Linked DNA regions of Cricetulus griseus: region 1 is linked to region 2. Evidence: chromatin contacts called from public Hi-C data. All regions are on one chromosome and are shown on one strand. The core of a region is the stretch at or near the end of the contact, and the rest is flanking DNA. Distances in the headings are between cores, read along the strand shown.

What was found. A called contact is a pair of places that touch in the nucleus more often than the background predicts.
Region 1: a Hi-C map of the CHK-Q cell line shows a contact between it and region 2, with 2.4 times the contacts expected there. The contact joins two enhancer-like sites. A contact is called at or near these places in 2 of 8 Hi-C or Micro-C datasets (the CHK-Q cell line and the CHO-K1 cell line).

The regions. Positions count from the first base shown.
Region 1 is chr4:33,881,649-33,885,547 of CriGri-PICRH-1.0, forward strand. All of the region lies in intron 6 of St3gal6 (type 2 lactosamine alpha-2,3-sialyltransferase), which reads left to right. Among named protein-coding and RNA genes, the nearest start is that of St3gal6, 42 kb to the left of the region's middle. Within about 2 kb of position 2,538, at least 3 of the 6 cell types and tissues checked have open chromatin away from gene starts, as enhancers often do.
Region 2 is chr4:33,787,967-33,791,745 of CriGri-PICRH-1.0, forward strand. It overlaps the pseudogene LOC100770752. Among named protein-coding and RNA genes, the nearest start is that of St3gal6, 52 kb to the right of the region's middle. Within about 2 kb of position 1,360, at least 1 of the 6 cell types and tissues checked has open chromatin away from gene starts, as enhancers often do.

The DNA.
Region 1 (3,899 bases), core at 1,288-3,787, 95 kb after region 2:
TATACTTAAGAAGGAAAATGGTAGAATTCCCTTCTTGTCTAAAAGTATAGTAGTGCTGCTTAAGCAATGTAGAAGGTGTGTTGGACAGAGAAGTGAATGTGGAGAAAGCATTTATAGCACAGAGCTGGAACATTTTATTGAGATCTGTCAGGTCTGTGGAAGACACAGATTATTAAATGTGGAATATGTATGGTCTGTTGGTTTATTGCCATTAGTTATAATTTGTAATTCAAAACTCTGCTACCTAATGGTCAGTTTTAACTTTGGTTACATATCAAGAATTTTTTCTTTCTTTCTTTCTTTCTTTCTTTCTTTCTTTCTTTCTTTCTTTCTGTCTGTCTGTCTGTCTGTCTGTCTTTCTTTCTTTCTTTCCTTCTTTCTTTCTTTCTTTTTTCTTTTTCTTTTTTTTTTTTGCTTTTGGTTTTTTTGAGACAGGTTGCTTACTCTGTACACCAGCCTGACCTCAAACTCCAAGATCTGCCTTCTAAGTACTGGGATTAAAGGCATGTATCATCACCACCCAGTACATATCAAGAGTTTTGTATGCACATGTGCGCACGTGCGCGTGCACACACACCACACACACACACACACACACACACACACACACACACACACACCTCACATTTTACATAGTTTCCCTTTGTAGAGTTTTGATTTGTGAAGATGGTTGGCTTAAGTGCTGTAGGTCAGTTTTCTCTAATTTTGCAAAAGGTGAAAGTCCAGCTGGACAGACAGACACTTGCTCTAGCTGGGAAATGGCAGAGCTAGGATGACAGCAGAGGTAGCTGCAGTGCCAGTGCCTGGATGTCTGTAACTTGAGAAAGAACGGACCCTGGAAGGGTTTTCAGCAGGGATCTGAAAACAGTTCTGTAAGTGCAAACTGTTCTATTCGAGAGTTTGTGAGTAGAATCTTCGTTCTTGTCTCCTTTGAATGTTACTACTAGACTTTTTGATTCAGCTGCATTCGTAGGATATCTCAGGCAAAGAGAGGTCTTCAGCCGGTTCCTCTTTTCTTACTGACTTGGTCTGGCTGTCCCCACTGTTTCATCTTCATTGCTACAAATGCTCCCCTTCCCCATCAGGCTATGGCTAATTTAACCACTTGAACCCTTCCCCTTCATTTTATCTTCTCTCTGTCCTTTTTCTCATTTCCAGAAAAGAATAGCACTTTTCTTGCTCTTTCAAGTATAAACACTTTTTAAGACTCCGTTAGTTTGGCTCCTATAGCTCTGTCAAGAGTGCCTGGTGCTTTGGTAGATTCCTCTGTGAAGGGGGAAATTCCTCAGTTATATTTATAGGTTGAGTACTTTTGTCTTTCTTTCTCATTTTTTTTTTTTTTTTTGGTTACATGCATGAAGGCTGCAAAGTTCCCCCAGCAATTCTTTGATCATCAGGGCCCAGGACTGTTTCCTCAGTACATGACTGTTTCCTTAGGATCCAATATCCCATCATACCTTCATTCCTGCCAGAAGAGAGGAGGAATGGGAGAAGGGTGTGTACCACCCCTTGAGGCTTGCCTTCTTCCTTATGGACCTCTCAAGAAACCATACACAATTCTTCATTGTACGTAGTGATGAGCTCTAGAGTCAGGGGTGCCAAAATGGGAGAGCTGTATCTCTTGCCAGCTCCAAATTAACAGTCTCAGCTGGAAGCTTGCCGCCTGCCACGGAGTCATTAGTTATGTCATGACTAATGTCATGACTATGGCAAGTCTCATGAGCTGAAGCTTCTCAGGCTGGCTTTTCCTTCTCCCTCCCTCAGAACTGATCATTAAACAGGCACTGGCAATCATTGGTGACAGCCCACAGGGTAAACTCATGCACTGGCCATGCCTGGCTAGAAAGATGATGAGTGATGTTGGCCTGTTGTCTAGGTCCTGGAGTGTCCATCTGGTAAGATGGCTGCCGAGCCTCCAACCCTGAGTTCAACCTCCAATACCCACCTATCGAGAAGACAGAACTGAGTGCTCTCTCTCAAACTAAGTAAACAAAATGTAATAAAAAATGTATGTCCTGTTTTAAGGGTAGAAGGAAGCATGGTGACAGAAGTTTTCTGTCATCTCTTTGGTCCCCAAGTGTTTCTGTGCCATGGAGGAATTCTGAAGTCAACTGGGTTAAATAAATAGCCCAGCCATGCTTCTCTGTGCTGCTCCCGTCCTTTCTCAAAGATATAGGTTTTTCTCTCCACCTAAGCCCAGGGAGCATCGTTTCCATGTCCAGTGAGCTTTGCCTAAGATGGACATTTACAAGGAAATTGCAAGGAACACTTAGAACAAGGTCATATTCTATCTAAGTTTATGATTTCCTTGCTCTAGCCTGGTCCCAGCCCCAGGGATATTGCAATCTCTTGTATGGAATTTTATCCCTCCCCAGAAGCCACAAAATCCTTGGCATACAGAACTGCAGCTCTCATTTCAAATGTACCAATTAGCTCCCCGCCCCCACCCACCAGATGGAGAATGCTCAGTCCAGCAGCCTAGGTAGTTACATAGTAACTACATATTAATAGCTTACTAAGGGAAACACCTGTGTTAAGTTGGTTGGCAACTAATGGGTGATGGGTTGTAAAAACTGCCTAGCTGCTCACTGAAGTAGAACCCATTGTGTCAGCTCAACAGAACTCACTTGGATTGGTTACCATGGAGAGGCTGAGCAGGAGCCTGTGAGGAGAGTTATAAAGAACAGAAGCTTGTTAGGGGCACTGTAAGCACAGTGAAGGGCTGCATCCTGTCCATACTCCAACATCTTGCTGAGTGAAAGGTTGTTTACCTCAATGCTTGTGGAGGGGTGGAGGGGGCTGAGGGCAGAGGAAGCTGTGACCAACAGATGGGTCATTTGTGGGAGAAGCATTGGGCAACCACTACCTGTTTTCTGTCATCTCTGCACAGATGCTGAGAAAAGATACAAGAGCTGGGGCTCCCCAGGCCGGAGCAAAGAGCCCCTGTCCAGAAACAAAACAAAACAACAACAAAAAAACCCCACAACATGGAAGGTCAGAAGACATAACTAGTTTCTGTACTTCACATAAACTGAGATGAGAGAGTCAGATGGCCAAGCCTAGTTCCTAGAGGCACTAAGGGAACATGAGTCCAGAACCCAGTTTCCATCCCTGATTACGTGTTATTTTAGGGTTTGGCTGCAAGGACTATAGATTGCTGACTGAACACGTCTTATCGCTCATGTGTGGTTTTAGATCTGCAGGTATGTAGTTTTGGTAGGGTACCAGCCCATGGCTTCACTGAGTGTAAAGTGTATAACCCCAGGGAGTGCTAATTTGCACCCAAGTTGACTGAAGCTTCCTGAATTGAGACTGTACAGTCTCAGCCTCTTTACGGTGTGTCTCTGGTTGGGTTGAATAGTGGCTCAATGGTGTTACGGAGGACTCTCTCTGGTTCTTTTCTCTTTCGGGATACCTTATGTCCCCCACTGTCAGTGTCTAAGCTGAAAGGAAGAGGCAGATCAAAAATAATGTTTTACTCCTACCATTCACTTTCCAGGGGCAGAATCTTTTCTGAAAACATCTGACAGGCTACCCTCCTATCTGACTGATCACATGGGATGAGTCACGTGGCTGCCTCTAGACCAATCAGTGTCAGGGATAATGAGCTCTCCATTGTAGGCTTACAAAAACAAGTTTCTGGTTATTGAGAGCATGGCCAGTAGTATCTGCCTAGATTCTTACACTGAAGATAGAGTGACATGATTTGATGTTCGGCATGTGGCCAAGGTAGAAAGAGAACATTTAAAAGCACAATAATGAATGCCCATCTCTGGTGGTTTGTAACAGCAGCTACAGTTTGCATTCTGTGTATTGTGTGCGGCAGCGACTCTGCCAGGGGTTGTGGCCCTATACAGCAGTGACTCTTGGTTTTGCCTGATCTGAGGAGAAACTTGCCT
Region 2 (3,779 bases), core at 110-2,609:
GATTCATTGTAGTTAATCGTCATCTACTCTAGCTCCGTTCCCTCTGCCGTTCATTCATGTCTCTCCTTACCCCTTCACTAAGAATAATGTTTTACTTTGGCTATAACCTGTAGCTTTATAATAGCATGGAGACCAATACACAGGCACATTTTATCATGTTGCTTTCTGTTTGCTAGCTATGCAACAGCACTAAATACAAGAGCATTCAGTAAGCAGAATATCCTGTATCTAATAAAGATTTATTTATTTATTTATTTAACAGCAAGTACGGCTTTATGCCAGAAGAGGGCATTAGATTCCATTAGAAATGGTTGTGAGCCACCATGTGGTTGCTGGGAATTGAACTCAGCAACCTCTGGAAGAACAGCCGCTGCTCTTAACCTCTGAGCCATCTCTTTAGCCGCTATGTTCTGTTTGTATCTTCTGAGTTGTCGTTACAAAGTAGCACGGACTGGGTGACTTAAACAACAGAAAGGTGTTTTCCTATAGTTGTGGAGCCTGGAAGTCCAAGATCAGGGTGCAGGCAGGATTTCTCCTGACGCGACTCTCCTTGGCGTGCATGTCTGATGTCCTACTTCTCTGTGTGCACACGATTCTGGTGTTTCTCATGGCATCTAAATTTCCCGTTTTTACCAGGACTCCAGCGAGGCTGGATTGTCCAATCCCCTTCCTTACAGCTCCTCTCTCAAATGCCACTCCATTCTGAGGACTGGACTGAATGTGAAAGTTCCAACATACTCACTCACCCGAGAGGACATAAGATGGCAAGTTAGTAATGCTACTATGGGGAAAATGATCTAAAGGAAGGGAAGGGAGGGAGGTATTTGAAGCTCCAAGCTAAGTCACTGCTGCTCAGGGTAGAATTCAGCTGCTGCTGTCTGCACAAAGGGTATTCTGTGGGTGTCATGCAAAATTACAATCATAAAATCAGTCACTTGAATAAAAATATCATAACTATAATTTTAATAAACAAGACGCTATAGTGAGAGTTAGATAAATGCGATTGTCAGGACTGCATTTTACTTTGTACCCTTTATGTCAACTCTGTTTTAGTTCTGGATCTATTGTTGAAGATGCTCAGGGTTCACCCCAGTTCGCTGGCTGATCCCCTGGTCTTTTGGTTTTCTGGGACATGCTTCAGTAAGCCCTCATATGAATAATAATCTTCTGAGTCTCTGAACGTGAGAACACACAAGCCTGCAACCTTGACACTTGAAGGACATTTTAGATGGACTTAAAATCTTTGGCTCAAGCTCCCTTCAATGTGGAATAGATGGTGTCTGTTTCTGGTGTTGACTCTGGCTATGCCAACTTGGCTTTTCTTTCCCACAGAATGACATAGTGTTCTTGCTGGCTGCCTAGTGACTAGAGTAAGCAAGATGACTTAGCTTATTATTAATAGGTCTAGCTTGTGTGTGAATAGACACAGCTCCTGGCTCCGGATACTAGTCTCAATGCTGATCAGTCTAGGACAGTTTACTCAGATTTTGGATGGATTGTTCAACATCGTCTTATGCATCTACCATTATTCATACGTCGGGGTCTTTTCCCCTTCAATTTAAACTTTCACTTATTCTGTTTTACAAGTATTTTTGCTTCTCTCATTTTCTTCACTTTTTCCATGAGAATAAAATCTGTCTCACTGAGCTTCCTGAAGCTTCCCATTTTCCCTGTGTACCTGATAATTTAATTTTTGCTTGTGAAATGATTGTTTCCTCCATCTCTCCCATAACTTTCACAAGCAACCATTTCACATTGTGTTTTTCTAGACCATTGTCTCCCTTTAATTGGCCATCCTAGTGGGTTTTGGCTGTGTTTCCTGAGGTCCTATTTATATTTTCATTATGTTCCTTCCTACTTTCAATTATATCATTAACTTATTTATCTCTTATTCATGTTGGAATATTATGTTACACCCATCCTCTGCTTCAGAAAAATATTTAAGTGTGTGTTCGCTGGCAGGGAAGTTTATATTTTGTTTATATGGTTTTTTGTTTTGTTTTGTTTTTTTAGCTTAGTATTCTTTGTTTTTTGTTTGTTTGTTTGTTTTTGTTTTTCAAGACAGGGTTTCTCTGTATTGCTTTGGAGCCTGTCCTGGAACTCACTCTGTAGACCAGGCTGACCTCGAATTCACAGAGATTTGCCTGTCTCTGCCAGCCAAGTGCTGGGATTAAAGGCGTGTGCTGCCACCACTGCTCGGCTAGTTTAGTATTCTTTTAAGCCTATTTTTCTTTACTGTATCTTTCTTTGGGTGCCCTAATTATGCAATTATTTTGTTAATCATATTGAAATGAGTTGGGAGTTTTCTCACTTAGAATGAGGGGCTGTACAAGAGGCAGTGGCTTTTCCAAATTTCAAATTGTCAGCACTAATATGCCACTTCTGGTGCAAGCCTCACCTCAATTTCAGACTGTGTTCACAGAAAAACCAGTTTCACCAACAGATACCATTCCCAATGTATACTCAAACATGACTTTGCTTTAAAGGTGCTATTTTCCTGAGTGTATCCCCTCCCCAGGGGGTCCCCTCACCCCCAAATTTTCTACATCAACTGTCTTTCTCTCCTATTGCACCTCCACCCTTCAGTTACAGCAGTTTTCACTGGAGATAGGTCTCATTCTTTTTTTTTTCTTTTTTTTTTTTAGATTATAAAAACTTCCTTTAATCAAGGCTTGTAACATGGGAGAGATTTGTCAGATAAGATGGAAAGTTTTCCAATATATTGAAACATAAATCCATAAGTCACCATAAATACAATACCCAATAGTAAAAACCACAACAGCAAATTCACACTATCCCTGTAACAGCCATGATCTGATTTTCACATGCCAGCCAAGTGCTGGGATTAAAGGCGTGTGCTGCCACCACTGCTCGGCTAGTTTAGTATTCTTTTAAGCCTATTTTTCTTTAATGTATGGCAAGTATGGATATGCCTGCTGGATAAAGAGCACACTAGGTCTTTGAGGTCACACTCATCTGACAGGTTGTGGCATTGGTGGCTCAGCTCAAGAAGCAAAGCAGGTACCAACACATTCAAACAGTGTTTTGAACAAACATCCTTTAAATATCAAAGTGAGAAATAAGAAAGCAACATAATCATGCTATCAGAAGGTGCAGGAAGGAAGGACAGTTGTGTAAAGCTTGAGGCTGAAAGGCGGGTCAACAGCTTCATTTCTTTGGCTTCTTGGGTAGTGGCCGCCGGAAGAGTAAGATATGCGTTCTGGTTCATGGATCAAATAATGGACCCACTCTGCTGAACGCCGAGATTTCTCCATTCAGATTCAGACCAGCTTGGCTATGTCCTTGGGCAACATGACATGCCGGTACTCAAACTCCTCGTCGTTGTATTTGTCCGAATAGTAAATCTGTTTGTGCGACATCACTGCTCAGCCGGAGGGCCCTCAGCCCCGCGCCAGGTCTATTAATAGTGGAAATAAATATTTGCTCTTAAGTTTTGATATCTGCTCTTTCTAAAACCCCACTGTGCATCTCAATCTGAGATATACTCACAGACACTTTGTGGCTTTCTGCACCCAAACTTTTGGATTTGCTTACACACACGAGAGAGAGAGAGAGAGAGAGAGAGAGAGAGAGAGAGAGAGAGAGAGAGAGAGAGAGAGAGAGAGAGAGAGAATACTGAAAGGAGAGGAAATAAAGGAGAGACAGCCCACTGTAACAGATAACCTAAAGCACAGGTATTAAAATACATAGTTCATAAGTGTAGGGGAATCCCTCGCAACGACAAAATTCTATCCCATGTTTCCTCCAGAAATAGTTTG